Linked DNA regions of Sus scrofa: region 2 is linked to region 1. Evidence: chromatin contacts called from public Hi-C data. All regions are on one chromosome and are shown on one strand. Each heading gives the region's core, a stretch centred on a gene start, on an enhancer-like site or on the middle of the called end of the contact. The rest is flanking DNA. Distances are from core to core; before and after follow the strand shown.

Evidence for each region. Hi-C and Micro-C count contacts between places; a contact is called where the count stands out from the background.
Region 2: a contact with region 1 is called in a Hi-C map of omental adipose tissue, with 2.4 times the contacts expected there. The contact joins two enhancer-like sites. A contact is called at or near these places in 3 of 47 Hi-C or Micro-C datasets (embryonic fibroblasts, mesenteric adipose tissue and omental adipose tissue).

Annotation. Positions count from the first base shown.
Region 1 is chr3:73,088,178-73,095,981 of Sscrofa11.1, forward strand. It overlaps LOC110259993 (a long non-coding RNA gene), which reads left to right and starts at 7,786. Exons shown (of 3, transcript XR_002342622.1): 1 at 7,786-7,804. Within about 2 kb of position 4,059, at least 2 of the 83 cell types and tissues checked have an H3K27ac peak or open chromatin away from gene starts, as enhancers often do. A contact at or near this core is called in omental adipose tissue, where this site is marked.
Region 2 is chr3:73,290,666-73,298,469 of Sscrofa11.1, forward strand. All of the region lies in intron 10 of ANTXR1 (anthrax toxin receptor 1), which reads right to left. Among named protein-coding and RNA genes, the nearest start is that of ANTXR1, 100 kb to the right of the region's middle. Within about 2 kb of position 3,421, at least 3 of the 83 cell types and tissues checked have an H3K27ac peak or open chromatin away from gene starts, as enhancers often do. A contact at or near this core is called in omental adipose tissue, where this site is marked.

The DNA of each region.
Region 1 (7,804 bases), core at 2,809-5,308:
TGGGAACTCCTGATCCTTATGTTTTAGATATAAACTATTGTAAACAGCAAAAAATTAGACTTAAAAAAATCCAATTTGAAAATATTTGTCTTTATTTTTATTTTTATTTTTTGGCCTTGTCTGGAGCATGTGGAAGCTCCTGGGGCAGTGGTCAGACCTGCATCACAGCAATGGCCTGAGCTGCTATAGTAACAACCCTAGTTCCTTAACCTGCTGCACCATAAGGGAACTCCATTTGACTTTTAAGTTGAGCAATTTACATTTAAAAATGAATTTACTTTCATATAGGTTAATACCTAGCATTGTTTTGTACCTTCTCTTTCGCCTCCTAGTCCTGTGTTTCTTTTTCTCTCCTTTTTTTGACCCTTCTCTGGGTTAAATTCTTTTTTCATCCATCTTATTTTTTTCACTTCTGTTTGGATGTTATACTCTGTTTCTGTTCTTTTAGGGGTTACTGTAGAAGTCACAGTGTTCATCTATAGCATATCAAAGTCTGAAATTAATCTACTTTATTCTCCCAGACTATGGAAGGATCTTTGGAAATTTTAATTTTGTTTCTCCACTCCTTACTAACGTTATTATTACATATATTTCAATTATGTTATTTAATGACAAAAATTATTATTCTTTTATATTGTCATGTCATTGTTCCTTTAGATTTATCTATGTTCTTTATTCGTTCTTGCTTATCATGGCTGTGTCTGGGATTGCTTCCTTTGGATTTCCTTTGGTGATGCACTGCTGGAGGCGGATGCTTTCTGATTTTGCTTGTGTGAATCCATCTTTATTTTGCTGGGCATAGAATTCTAGGTTGGCAGTTATTTTCTTTTAACACATAATCTCCTTGCTTCCATTGTGGCTGAGGAGATCAGCTATTGTTCTTAAAAAGAATCTACTGTTTCTCTAAGGTGCTTTTTAGGATCCCCTCCTCAGTTTCGGTGGTCTGCAGCTTTGTTCTGTTGTTTCTAAGTGTGGATTTCTTTTTGCTTATCCTGGTTGAGATTCACTGAGCTTGACTTCATGGATTTTGAATTGGAAAAATTTCATCTAGTAACTCTTTGAATGTTGTTCCTTCTCCATTTAGCCTCTCATTTCCTTCTGGTACCTTGACTGGACATAAGTTAGACCATCTCACCCTATCCTCCATGCCTTTTAACCTGCCAGGCATATTTTTCATCTTTTGTCTCTCTGTGAATCATTCCAAATAATTTCTTCTCATCTGTCTTCTGGTCTAGTTTACTCTTAGCTGTCTCTAGTTTGTTTTGAAAGTAATTCTTTGAGGATTTTTTAAAAAACCAGCTCTATTAAGGAATACTTTATAAACCGTAAATTTTATCCATTTTCAGTGTGGAATTCCATATGTTTTTGTGAATTTATAGTGTTGTGCAACAGTCACCTCATTCCAGTTGTAGAATGTTTTTATTTCCCTAGAAATTTCTTTTTGTGCCTGATGACAGTCAATCCACTGACTTTTAAATTTCGGTGATTTTGTACATACACACATTTTGTGTTGCCTTAGAAGTTCTTTTTGGTTATTTTTCAACCTTGGTCACCATTTTCTCTTCCTTGAAGCTTTTTTCGTCTTTGTCTTTTACTTCTTTAAACACAATATACAGAGTTATTTTTAAGTCTATGCCTGATATTTCAGGTATCTGGACAGTCTGTTGTTTCTGCTGGCATTCATTCCTGATGGCTTGTTTCTTTGTGTGGTTTGTTCACTTCAACTGTGAGTTCCTCAGAGAATTACTTTGAAGCCTAGGATGAAGGTGTATTCCTTCAGAGAGGTTTTGCATTTAATTCTGTGAGGTGCCTAAGACTACCAGTTCAGAATTGCTTTCTGTGTTCATGGTTTGAAATCTTTGCCATCAAGTAGAATTTGGGGCTTAAATGTGCACAACTTTAACTCCTAAAGGACCTGTTTGGGATCTGGTCATCCCTGTTTCCCAGTCCAGTTTTACCAAGAGAGACTATTATGCCTCTTTTTAGGCCTTGAGGAAGTAGCTCTTAAATTTTAATGTGCTTGAGCAGTCTCAATTAAAAAGTGCAGATGCTCAGGTCAACAGCAGAGACTAGGATTCAGGGGGTGGAGTTGCAGCCCAGGAACCTGCATTTCTAACAATCACCAAAGATAATCTGGATACGAGTAGCCAAGATCCACATGTTGAGAAACATCATCTTTAGATCTCATAGCGTCATTGTGTCCAGGTATAGCCTCAGGCAAGAGTGTGTATGAGCCATGGTTCTCTGTCTCCCTGGAGGAAAACATTCATTGCAGTGTTCAGTCACCATTTATCTCTCTATATTCATGGGCTGACCTACTCATGTCTACCCTTTGGACCACGGTATGAGAGGGAGCACGGTGTACCCCTGCAGATCTGAATCTGAATGAATTAATAAGAGAAAAAGGACCTTGCATATTGTGGTATTGTGATGTATAATAAGAAATATATATTTGTTCTTTAGTTTCTGGCACAGAACTCCTAACCCCCTTGGAATTGCTTGAGTGATGAGCATCATAAAGATGCTTTTGATGTTAAGTAACTTTTGGAAAGCTCCTGGGTCACTAGGGATGGGGTTAGTTGCCAAGGGAACCAACCACATGATTAGAAGTTTAGAACTTTCAGTCCCATCCTCTGATTTCTAGGAAGGGGTGAGGGGGCTGGAAGTTGAATCAATCAGCAGTGACCATTGAGTCAAATCAACTATGCCTGTGTGATGAAGCCTCCATATACATCGAAAAGGACAGTGTTTGGAGAGCTTCTGGGTTGATGAACACATGGAAGGAAGGGCTGGGAAAGCATGAAGACTCTGTGCCTCACCCCGTGCATCTCTTCTCTCTGGCTGTTGATTCATATTCTTTAATGTCTTTTGGAATAAGCCAGTAATTTAGTGAGTAAACAGGTTTCCTGAGCTCTGTGAGATGCTCTAGCAATTTAATTGAACCCAAGTTAGGGGTGCGGATGATGGGAATCTCTGATTTATAGCCAGTCTGTCAGAAGCACAGGTTGATAACCTGGATTTGTGATTGGCATCTGAAGTGGAGGACAGTCTTGTGGGAATGAGGCCTTAGCCTGTGGCCTCTGATGCCCTTTCTGGATAGGCAGTGTCAGAATTGAGTTGATTGCTAGGTGGGGAGGGGACTGCCCTCCCCCCTCCCCCATTGGAACTGGTATCAAACATTCATAGAGTTGTTCAAATACTTACAATATTGGGAAGGAAGTAATAATGTAAAAGGCCTGGTTTATACAAAAAATTATTTAGCTCCTCTATTCTCGCCACCAGTTGGAGCCGAGCTAAGCAGAGACATCCTTTTCTTGGTGTGATGCTTGGATTGAAACACACTAGGATGAGCCAATTCGCCTTTCTCTAAAGTCTTTTTCTGGCTCCCACATACCCTGGCTGAGATGGAAATGTGTGAATTGAAGGCCGATTTGAGATCGAAAAAGATAGTGAACTGGGGCCTTGAAGCTCTTAAACACTTATTACCTGAGAAAATGTCTATAAAAGTACTTTTAAGCCTGTAATATAAGTAACGTATGTAATACATGTAACATATGGAGGGTGAAACTTAAGAAATGTGAATGGGAAGGAGGTAAGAGAAAGTATCACATATTCTCTATGAAGAACTTTAAAAGGTAAGTGAAACTATAGCAAACCAGATTTAAAAAAGAAAGAAAGAGAAATCCCACATTTGACCAGACTTAATAAACAACTTAAACTCTATGTGTTGCAACGTCACTATGTCTCTGTGGGTCTGGTTTCCTGGTTTCAAGGGGGACATTTCAGGTAAAAGCCATTCTCGCTGCTCGGCAATAAATCTCATGCTTTATACACTTGAAAATAATAAAGTTCTTGATTCCAGTTAATTTCACTTTTCTTTTATGTTATTAATACCCCTGTCCTTTCGAAAACTGGAATGTGGAATGCAATGTGGCAGATGTTAAAAAGTGGGAAAAAGCTGTTGGAAAATAATCTGATGTCAATTTACTTTTCTCCTGGAGTAGAGCAATCCTTTCCCTGGTACTTGGGCCCAGACTGTCGACCTCAGGCGGGCAGATGGAAAAGGGTGGCTGTCACTGCTGCCTTCTCTTCTGTCCCTCTTGTTGGGGGGATTGGAGATCCCCGCTTGGGTGTAAGTGGGTCAAACGTGTTCATACTTGTCTAAGTGGGTGGGTGGGGCCCCCCAGAGGCCTATTCAGGTGAACTGAGCAGCCTCCTGTGGGTTAGACTGGATGCCTCTGACCTCAGCAGCTGGAGGGCAGGGTATCCTGAGACAAGCCAGGAGCCACCACTTGGACTGGCCCTTGGATATATGGCTGAGGTCTTCATGAGACAGGCTGGGACCTGGGACCCTTTGCTGCAGTGTTTGCACCTAGACAAACATCTCTTCAAGCAACAAAATACAAAGAAACTATATGGGACTAAAAATAACTGCATGCACAGTTGGGGCAAATTATGGACAACAAGACACAAAAATACCTAAAAAACCCAATTGCCACTTTTTTTTTTAATAGCAAGCAAGCAAGCAAACAAAGTCTTTACTACAGAAAAACAAATAGCTCCCAGGACAGCTGGGAGCGGGGAGGAGAGCCCCTCTCTTTATTGTCTTTTTTTTTTTTTTTTTTTTTTTTTTTTTTGTCTTTTTGCCATTTCTTGGGCGGCTCCCGCGGCATATGGAGGTTCCCAGGCTAGGGGTTGAATCAGAGCTGTAGCCACCGGCCTACACCACAGCTCACAGAAACGCCAGATCCTTAACTCACTGAGCAAGGCCAGGGATCCAACCCGCAACCTCATGGTTCCTAGTTGGATTTGTTAACCACTGAGCCACGACGGGAACTCCCTCTCTATTGTCTTATAGGGATTTTTAGCCCTTAAAAATAGGAGGGTGGGTGGGTACCAATGTGGGCTCCAGAAAGAGGTGGTTTTCTCCCATTGGCCTTTTCCAATAACCTGTATCAGTCCCAACTGCCACTTCTGAAGAGCTGGGAGAAAAAGCAGGGGACTATGCGTGTCCCCCCCACACACCCTGGTCAAAGAGGTGGGCAAACCACCTAAGCTACCCCTCTAGCCTGACCCCTGGGCCCACCTGTACCCCATGTAAGGAACCAGCTTGCCCCTGCCTCCAGGGATGAGCAAGGGACGTCACTTGTTTTCCCTCTGTCCCCCACCACCTCGTTGCAGCAGGGCCCTGAATAAAGCCTTGCCTGTGTTTCTTGTCTGGCCTCTTAGCAATTTCTAAGGAAAGCCAAGAACCCTGATTGGATGCCAACCCATTCGGATGGCAAGGGCCTCTAATGCTAAACTTGTCAACAAGCCAGTTAATGGGCCCAACAGCTTGGTTTGGTGCTTATTCCTTGAGCAGAACACCGAGGGAAGTGAGGACTCCTCCACAGCTTCACTACATCCCACCAAGTGCCTTGACTTCTGGGGAGAATGCAGAGGTGACAGGGACACCACCGCAGGCTAGGCTGCGCTGTGCCTCTTCTCTCGATAGCTCTGTTCAGGGGTGCATCTCAGTGTACCCCTAGGATGCTCTGTGAGCAGGTGGGAGAAAAGCCCAGCGTGAAGATGGTCACAGTGGGCCACATGTTAATGCTATTTTACGGCCCTGCAGGCTTGTGGGGCCCAAGGAAACTTGGGTTTCATAAAAAAGGAAAAGCATACTGTAGTTGGCAAACAAAATGCATCTATGTGTGTGTGTGTGTGTGTGTGTGTGTGAAATGAGCCTTCATTTAGAAACTTTGGCCATGGTTTCATCCAGTTCCCCACCACTTTTTAAATGATATTTTCTGAGCCTGGAAACCAAGCAGGCAGATCATGGAATTTTGGCTGGAGATGTTTTTCAAAAAATGTAGGCTAGCAGTGAAAAAGGAGGTGGGAATTTGGCCGGGAGGCCTCTATGGGCTGCAAACCAAGCAGGGTTACCATGGTGGTGCGTCTACTGTTTATACAAACAAAGGTTTTTCCTGACAAACATACTTCATATTTAATAATCCTCACTCTACAGGGGCCTCTTCGCTTTGTGTGTTGTTAGTTTGAGCCATTTGGACTCGAGTAGAATTTTATTATTTTGCGAGGCTGTTTTCAGGCACCCAATGCACTTCAAAACTAAGTGTTAAGGACTGCTATCTCGAAGGGCAAGGGTGAGCGGTGGCTAGTGGAAGAGAAATCAACCTGCAGTATGACAGTGTGACACAGGCTTTTCATGGATCTAAACTTTATGGGACCAGCCTATACGGAGCATCCAGAGGTATAGACTGCCATTGCAATTTAGGTCACGAGCGTGACAAAACGTGACTCCACTTCCCTAACTTCTCTGCCTCTTCAGACCACTTGCAGCCTTCCCAGTCAACCATGTGTCCTGTTGCCATTGCCTGAGGGGTGAGCCCACAACCAGGCATCTGTGAAGCCTTAACAAGCTCCAGTATTGTACAAGGACCCATTTGGTGACTAGTAATGGAAAATCCTACTCTCTTGAATTGAAGCACAAAAGGGACTTTACTGGATCATGTTAATTGGAAAGGCAGGGGAGTAGATCAGGCCTCAGGAATCACTGGATCCAGCTTACCTGCCCCTGTCTCCAGAGGGTCCCAGATTCTGGCAGATCTGACATTGCTCCCTCTAGTCTCTAGGAAGATTGAGTCCTTCTAGAAACTTACAGTATGAAATAAGGAACAAAGAGAGTGCTTTCAGTCATCCTTTTCCCAGGAACATAAAGGGATTAGAAATCTCTGAAAGTTTGGGTAGAGCTGTTTGCATTTTTCCCCCTCCCCGAACATCTGGACACATCTGTGGACCTGTCCAGAAGCTTAGAGCAGCCTATGAGGGTCTCCAGTTGTTGACTCATCACGGCCCTCTGGGGTCTCTGAAGCCATCGAGGAGCACCAGACTTCTGAACTGATGCCCCTCCCAGCATTTCCCTAATGAATAAACTGGTTCTGTCCCAAGGGTACCAAAGTGCCTGATGTCCGAATGTGCAGCACCAGGCCTCCAGTGATCCAGACTAACCCCGTTATGCACCCTGGGTATCCCAGCCAGCTGGGGTCTATCCATCAGCATCATTTACCTCAACTTCAGGGCTCTTCACAACTACTGGACCTCAGTGTCCCCCACTGCCCTCAATTATACAGGCATTTCTGAAAGTCCTCTGGAGTTTTGCCCAGGTGTTTGGGGACAAGTGCACACCTAGGGTCTTCTGCTAGGCCTGGGTTGGATGTCTGCCACACCTGTCGTGCCCTCTCCTTGAGCCATGCCTGGCTCCACCCACCCCTCCCTGGTCACCCCAAAGCTGCAGACTTTCCAGGCATCACGGTGCTCAGGGCCTGCCAGTGGGGCTGGAACAGTACAGCGTGACCTCCACTCTCCTGCTCTTTGCCCCACTGTCTCCTCAAGTTTCTTCTCCTCCAGGTGCCCTGTTGCCTTCTGCCCCTTGAACACCACCTGTCCTACCCTTCTGGGCTTCCATACTATTTGTCATTTTAAGAGGGGACCATTGAAGTGCAAAGACCTTGGGATTCGTGGAGCTGGGATCCAGATGGCCTCATTCTCTGCTTTTTTTCTTTCCTTTCTTTTTTTTGGGGGGGGGGGTTGGAAGGGTGGGCTTTTTAGGGCCATACTGGCAGTATATGGAAGTTCCCAGGCTAGGGTTGAATTGGAGCTACAGCTGCCAGTCTACACCACAGCCACAGCAACGTAGGAGCCGAGCGGGCATCTGCGACCTCCACCACAGGTCACAACAATGCCAGATCCTTAACCCACTGAGCAAGGCCAGGGATCGAACCCACGTCCTCATGGATACTAGTCA
Region 2 (7,804 bases), core at 2,171-4,670, 200 kb after region 1:
CCAGGATGAGTAGAGAGGGCACAGGGCCCAGTAGCCTTCACAGTCAAACAGATCCAGGTTCAAATCCCAGGTCTTCTTACTAGTGTGTGACTGGGGACAAGTTCCTTATCTGTGAACAGTGATGATGACATCATTTCACAGGAATGTGTGAGGAGTAAGAGTGCATGAAAATACCTTACTCTCCAATTAATAAACATTTAGTAAATAATACTCCATATTATTACATGGGTACCCAGGACTTTACATAGACTGAATGTGTGTGGGTTTTTGTTGTTGTTCTTATTTTTTTCTTTTTTCTTTTGGCTGCACCTGCTGCATGCAGAAGTTCCTGGGCCAGGGATTGAACTGTGCCACAGCAGCAACCCAAACCATTGCAGTGACAAGGCCAGATCCTTAACCTGCTGCACCACAAGACAATTCCAATGTGTGGTTTAAAATCAGAGGAACTGAAAGTTAAAAATTTCAAAATGTCTGTTTAATTATATTTTCTATCAAACATCTTTTTAGGCATTTGGAATTCCTAGGAAAATGGAAAGGTTTAGTGAACATGTGTGTGTACATATGTACATATACACATGCTTATATAGCTACACATACACACTTCCATCTGCATCTGTGCATGTATCTCTATATAGCTATACTGATTTTGTGTAAAACTGTATACTCATGGTCTCATTTGACTTATTATTTATTCACAACTTGGGAAACTGAGGCCCAGAGAAGTTGGTTAATTGAATTAGCATTGTGCCACTAATTAAAGTCAGAGCTGGAATTCAAACCCAGTTTTGCTGCAATGGCTTGCTCATGGTCAACCCAGCTAGTTTGTTCAACAGATGTTAAGTTAGGTAGCTACTTTATATTATCACCTTCTCACACTAGTTTTATGATGTAGCCTGAAGTACACCATGTGCTGAGGTGTACTGGCCACTTGCAGGCAAATGGTTAAGACCCTTCCTGGGTGAGGCTGGATAACAGTTGGCAGCTTGTCTTCCATGAGAGGCAGCCAGGGCTGGGAAGCTCTGTTAAGGTTCGGGTGCCTTCTGAGAGATTCTGACCTACTGTAACGAACCCATGTTCCAGAACCATACATTCAAATGTGTAGATTCCCAGGTTTTGATCTTGAATCAACTGTAATTCTTTTCAGACGGGTGAAGAAGTTTCTAGAATTCTTCCCTGAGTTGGTGATGGCCTAATGGATTAGGGATAAAACCAGGATTAAAATTTATTAGCTAATTCAAACACCCATCACAGTGAATCCTTTTATAGGGCTGATTAAATAACTGAAATACTTTCCAAGTCTTGGCAATCCGTGCTTGATATAAATATTTATTTCTGGCCAAAAGGACAAGAAAAATAACCCTTCGTCTTATCTAGGGGAGCTTACGGAAACCCTCCAAAAGCTGATGTAAGCTCCAAAGTAGAGTTTACATTCCTACTGTGACAAAATAGTGGAGGTTAGGGACTGCATGAGCTCACCCTGCTCTTTCTCCTCTTGTCCCCTGGGTCTTGGGAGAATTTTTGTGGCATCCTTGAGCCAAGTATAACTTTTCAGCACTGAATTATCAGCTAGTTGGGGAATGTGTCTCCGAAGGAAGGGAGAACAGACAGGCTAGAGTTAGACCGAATGTTTCTACCTTTTTGCTGACTTGAAAAGTAACCAGCTTTTTAAAAAGTGAGGTGTTTAAAATACTGTGCAAACACCTGAAATAAAATGATACTCAGCAGGACTTCAAGTTGATGAAATTCAAAGCATCTGGCTTGAGCTTTCTGTGGTCCCAGACAGAAAGGAGCTGGCTGATTGCCCTATTGAGACTCCTGCAGTGAAAATTCACAAACATGGGGGTGTTACTGCAAAGCGAAATGGGATCTGTTGCGTAGAGTGGGAAGAAGCTAACATTTATGAGGCAGGTGCAAATATTTGTCAGATGCTGGGCTGGAAGATTTTCATGGATGAGTTAGATAACAAGCCTATGGATTCTTTTGATGGAAAATGTTAAACTCTGTATAAGGGGACCAAGCAAAGCTTTTGAGATTTTGAAAGTGCAAAGGGTGGCTTCTACTTAGAATTAAGTAGAAGGTTGAACAATGGTTCTGAGCTCAGAGCAATGAGGAACATCGGGGAACTGTGGTATAGCACAGGGAACTCTTACCCAATATTCTGTGATAACCTACATGAGAAAAGGATCTGACAAAGTATGGATGTGTGTATATATACAACTGAATCACTTTGTTGTACAGCAGAAATGATCACAACATCGTAAATCAAATATACTTTAACAGAACTTAAAAAACAGGGAGTCAGTAGAGAAGGCGAAAAGATGGTCATGAAGCACAAGTGTGTGGGGCCAAGTTGGGAATAATCCTTAGAACATACAGGGCTGCTGTCATGTTCTCTTATGCCCAACTGAAGCCTGAAATGTGCCTTCAATATGGCAGAACCAAGCTGGCCACTATCCTTTTCCTCAGAAATGACCCACAAATATCTACCCTTTCCTTGGCCTGGAGTTTTTGCAAGGTTTCCTTGGAAGCACTCATTGGTGAGTTACTATGAGATCAGGTGATGAGTTTGGTCAACAGGTTCCAGGTAAGTTCCTTGGGTCTATACATGACTATTTCCCCAGTTTCTCTGTGTTACAGGTATCAGGTGATGTCTTTTGGTTTCCCTGCCTGTTCTTGGGCAGGGTGGAGTAGGAACAATGAGCACCTTAAGAGCCTGGGAAGCTCATCACAGCTTGCTACCATCTGGCTATGTAACCCTATCTATCCATAACCCAGAGTTCTGACCTATAAGATGGAGTAACACTCATTTCATCTAATGAGATGATATGATTAAATGCTCAACACTTAATAAACACTAGACCTGTCAACTGTTACTACTAAAGTGGGAATGCTGCTGGGCTCATTGCCTGAGGCACCTGTAAAACACAGATGTGAAGGCATGTGCAAACTGAAGAGGTCTTGTGACTTATTTACTGGGTTGTGTCAGGTGTAGCTGTGACAAGAAGAGAGTCACCTATCCAAACAGGATTTATGGACATGTATGTGATGTAGTGGTCCTCAAATGGGGGTGGTTTTGTCCCTCAGGGCATAAAAAACAATGTTTGTGATGGTTCATGTCAACCCAGAGAAATGCTATTGGCCTCTAGTGGGTAGAGAGCAGGGATGGTGCTAAGTAGCCTGCAGTTCACAAGTCATCTTTCTTCCCCTCCCCATAGAAAATTATCTGGCCCCAAATGTTGACAGTGCCAAGGTGAGAAATCCTGGCTTCATACTGTTCTTTGGCCCATTGTAGAGGGTCCTATAGATATTAGGTTCAGTGCCTCCCCCCTGCCCCATCCCTGGTTCTGGCAAAACATCCAGAAAAGTTCAGGGGTAAGATTACGGGCAGAGGAAGGAGAGAGAGCAACTCCTTGAGGACATGTTTAGAGTAAAGAAGAGTGTTTCTTGGCAAATTCCTTCATGCAGACTTTGATGAGTCCAGGTTTTCTTTGTGGTGGGTGGCACAGCAGCTGAGCCACTCTGGTGGGCGGAGCTTTATAGCTGACATGGGGACACTCCAGAGGTGAGACTTAGATTTCTGCCTAGGCTCTGTGCCGAGATGGGTGGGAAGGCTGTAGAGTAAGACTACTTGACTTATAAACAGCAGTACAAAACAAAGAGCTGAGCGCAGTCTTGGGAAAGAATAAAGTAGATCATCTTGAACACTGTGTACAAGAGGATCATGATTACGTCATGGTCCCAGAGGAAGAGGAAGGAAAAGGTGAGGGACCATGAATGCACTTCCAGGGGAGCATAGGGATGGCAGTCGTCAGCCCTGCTGGTCTCTCGATTGTCTTTTTTGGGCATATACATTCCCCAGTCCTATACAAGACTTGGACGGCTGTGGTTCTGGACTCACCACATTTTAGAACTGGTCTTTAGTACAGCTAGTCTGACGTCTCAGGATGTAAATTATTTTCTGCTCGTATTTATTGTTATTTTTATTAATTATAAAAGTAATACATGGTTAGTGTGAGAAGTCTGAGATATACAGAGAAGTATATAAAAAGGATGAAAATCCTTAATAATCCTAACTTCTAGTGATATACACTGTTAATGTTTATCACTATTTCAGAATTTTTTCTATGCATATTGTTTTTCACATGATTAGAACCATAACTACACTTAATGCTGTGGTATTTGGCATTCATTTCTCTCCAAAGTTAATAGGGACAGACTTAGGTATTGCAGGAAAACTAAATGAAGATAATGGGCTCAGGACTCTTGCAAAATATTTTCTCCTCTCAATAAATCTAGAGCAAAAATTCTTGACTGTTGACATTTACAAAACTTACAAATTATCTTCTAAGCAAAGCATCAACCTTTAAAAATTTGTAAGCTTGAGGTCAAGAAAGTGGTACACTTGAGACAGCTGTAATTTGCTAAGAATAAATATATTTTTTAAAGGTTTGTTTTCACTAGGTTGAAGATAATTTAGGATTCATGTACAAGGTATGTGCCTCCTGACACAAACTCTTGCAGCTGTGCACAATTAGGTTTGGAAGGCTTTACCTTTGGAATTGGGATTGAGGGGCAAGTCTACTGAAATGGCTAAAGCTGGAATTCCCAGCGTGGCTCAGCAGAAACCAATCTGACTAGTATCTATGAGGACACACGTTCGATCCCTGGCCTTGCTCAAGTGGGTTAAGGATCTGGTGTTGCTGTGAGTTGTGGTGTAGATCACAGATGCAGCTTGGATCCCGAGTTGCTGTGGCTGTGATGTAGGGTGGCAACTGCAGCTTTGATTTGACTCCTAACCTGGAAACCTCCATATGCTGCAGGCAGGGCCCTAATGAAAAATAAATAAATAAATAAATAAAATGGCTAAAGCCTTCCACAGCATCATGGCCATGAACTATGGCAAATGCTAACTGCCATTCCCCCCCCTCCCCAACAGGGGATGGGTAGGGGTGCCTCACTTGTGGCCTGTGGAAGTTTCCAGGGCCAGGGATTGATTCTGAGATACAGCAACAATGCCAGATCCTTAGCTTGCTGCATGATCAGGGAGCTTCCTGCCTGCTCTTAAAGAACTCAAAATGATACAGAAACTCAGAAAAGAGGTAGGAAGGAGACCCTAGGCATGTACTTGAGTAACAGTGGATGCTATTAAGCTGCTGTGGTATGCAGGTTGGGGGACAGAGCAGAATTGCAGGGAGAAGAGATACATCAGTAATATTTTTTCTTCCTTTCCTCAGAAGCACCCACCTTTTCCTCTAAATGAATATTGAGTAAATATTTAAAGCATGTCAGTTTGAAGGGAGCATAGATTTCCAGCCTGATTTGGGTTTCCCACGAGTCTGGCCCCTGTCTGTGTTCCCCACTTTTTCTTCCATCATCATATTGAAGTGACAGAGCAGAAGTATGACATGAGGAAAGGCACCATCCATGAGTATCTAGCCGTCTGGTGCAGAATAGAGGTGGTGCTGGGGTAACAGCAGCTGCAGGGAAGTTCACAAGCAGATTTCTCCTCCAACCATGCCTCAAAGAAGCCCAGTGTGTGCCAGAGACCACAGGCAGCTTACAAGTTTCCCTTGAAGGCAACTGCACACTTGGTAGAACAGGGGCAACGTCAAGGCTGACTGTCAACCAGGCCCTGCAGCAGCTCACTCTGGACTATGTCAACTTACCCCTGCAAGTTGCTCTTTTGCTCACATGTGAAAATCTTCACCACTTAGTTCCTTCTGATGGCGACTTCTCGTCTATCCCCACCCCATCCCAGATGACTAGGGCTCTTATCTGATCAAGGAAAACTGCAGTAAATTTCCACTTATCTGTATTTTTGTCTGGATTTGAAAGATAGGAACATGGACCAACAGACTCTTGACAGGAACCACTTCAGAAACAAGTCAGCAAAACCCCAACTCCTGCTGGAAGCAGGGGCAAATGGAAAACATAAGCAGATACATGAAAAGCCCCTGAAGTTCAAGGAACAGGGACCACTTGGGGAACCAGAAGAGGGGTACCTTCCCTGTGGTCACAGAGTCAGCTGCATTCACTAACGTTCTAAAGCCTGGTGCAGGGATTTTTTTTTTCCCTTGACCCAGGGTTCAAGTCTTGATTCTTTAACATGCTCTGTGACCTTGGACAAGTAGCTAAATCTCTCTGAGCTGAGGTTTCCTGGCTAGACAATGAGAGGGAGCTGTGGGAATCAGCAGCCCAAATCAGGCACACAGAATGACTGAACTTTCGGGCTCAGGGGACCCAGGGACCCGTGGGGATCTGTGTTTTGGAAGCAAGGTAGCGACGTGGGCAAAAGCCTCTGGAGTGGACTGCCTGGAGTCCAAACCACTTCTACCTCTGGCCACCTGGGTGATCTTGGGCACTTCATCTCTGAGTTTTAGTTCCCTTGTCATCAAAATGCAGATACCAATACCCGCTCCCTCACAGGGCTGCTGTGAGGATGAAATGAAGGGAAGGGAACGGTGTAGGAGCTCAGCAGTCAGTAGCTGCTGTCACTTGGATGAAGCTCATTGGTGATTCTGATTAAGAATCACAAGACAAACTGCTCCTTTATATCTCTTCCTTCTGAGTTGCACAAGTGACATTCCGTCATCAGACCCCTAAGGATGACATCAAACCCCTAAGGATGCATCCAAACTGCATTAAGTAACTTTGACTCATAGATTCAACCCTGACTAGTGAGAACGGAAAAAATAGGCTTTTGTTTTAGGAAGTTTCTGCTCTCCTTCCCTCTGCCCTCCTCCTCATCTGTCACCATAGGTGCACTGTAGACAGAGATCTCCTTAAAGGGACACCCAACAGCCCTGGGGGCCAGATGTATTCTAAGATAAAGGATAGTTTCCGGATAACTGGACAGATGTTTAAAAACAAACACACTGGAACTTCTAGGATGGAGTGCGTATTATCTCTCATTCCCTTGAGAAGCAGAGCCCCCTCTTTGGAACTCAGGGTAGAAGTGCTTTCATGACTCATGTTCAGTTCGAAAAGGCATCTTCAAAAGGGGCAACGTTTTCTCCTTCGAGAGGGAACCAAAAGTAAGCCAGAGGCATGCCTCGTGAATAAAATGGAGGGGCAAGCCGAGAAATAAAATCTTGCATCAAAAAGGAAATGTGCCTATAAAACCAGGACACTGATTTCTTACACGGTCTTTCAACTGAATTTTAGGAAGTGTTTTAAATATCAGTTTCGTTCTGTTTATAGTCATATTTCATAAGTCTCCACGCAACACTGGGATAGCCTAGCACGTTCTTCATTATTGTAACAGTAAAAACGTTCATTTTTATTTACTGTTCATTAATGTGAACTTCTCAGCTCATACCCCAGCATCTCCTTTTTTACTAGCATTCTAATCTCTCTGCAAATAGATTTCCAATTGAAAGTGGATCTTTTCTTGGCATGATACACTGGATACTGGGATAGGAAAAAGTGCAGCCAGAATTAATAGAGTTTGTGTGAAGATTTCCAAGATATTTTCTTGGCCAGGAGTGAGTTCAGTCTGCGTGACTGAATGCTAAACTAAATAATTAACAAGAATTTTAAAATTCAAATTTAAATAACTGTGGTATTTTTTCTTCTTATGATGTAAGGGACATTGCAGAAAACTTAGAAAGAAAGTAAAAGCTAGTAGTGGTCCCATTCAGAGGGAATTACTGTTAACATTTCGATGTCTCCTTCACGTCTCTCTGCAGGTAAAATATATGTGTCTAAAACAGAAATAGCAACCAGGCAATGTTTTGTAACTTGTTTTTAACACATGAAGCAGTATCATTAACATTTTCCCACATCAGTAATTATTCTCTCCCAC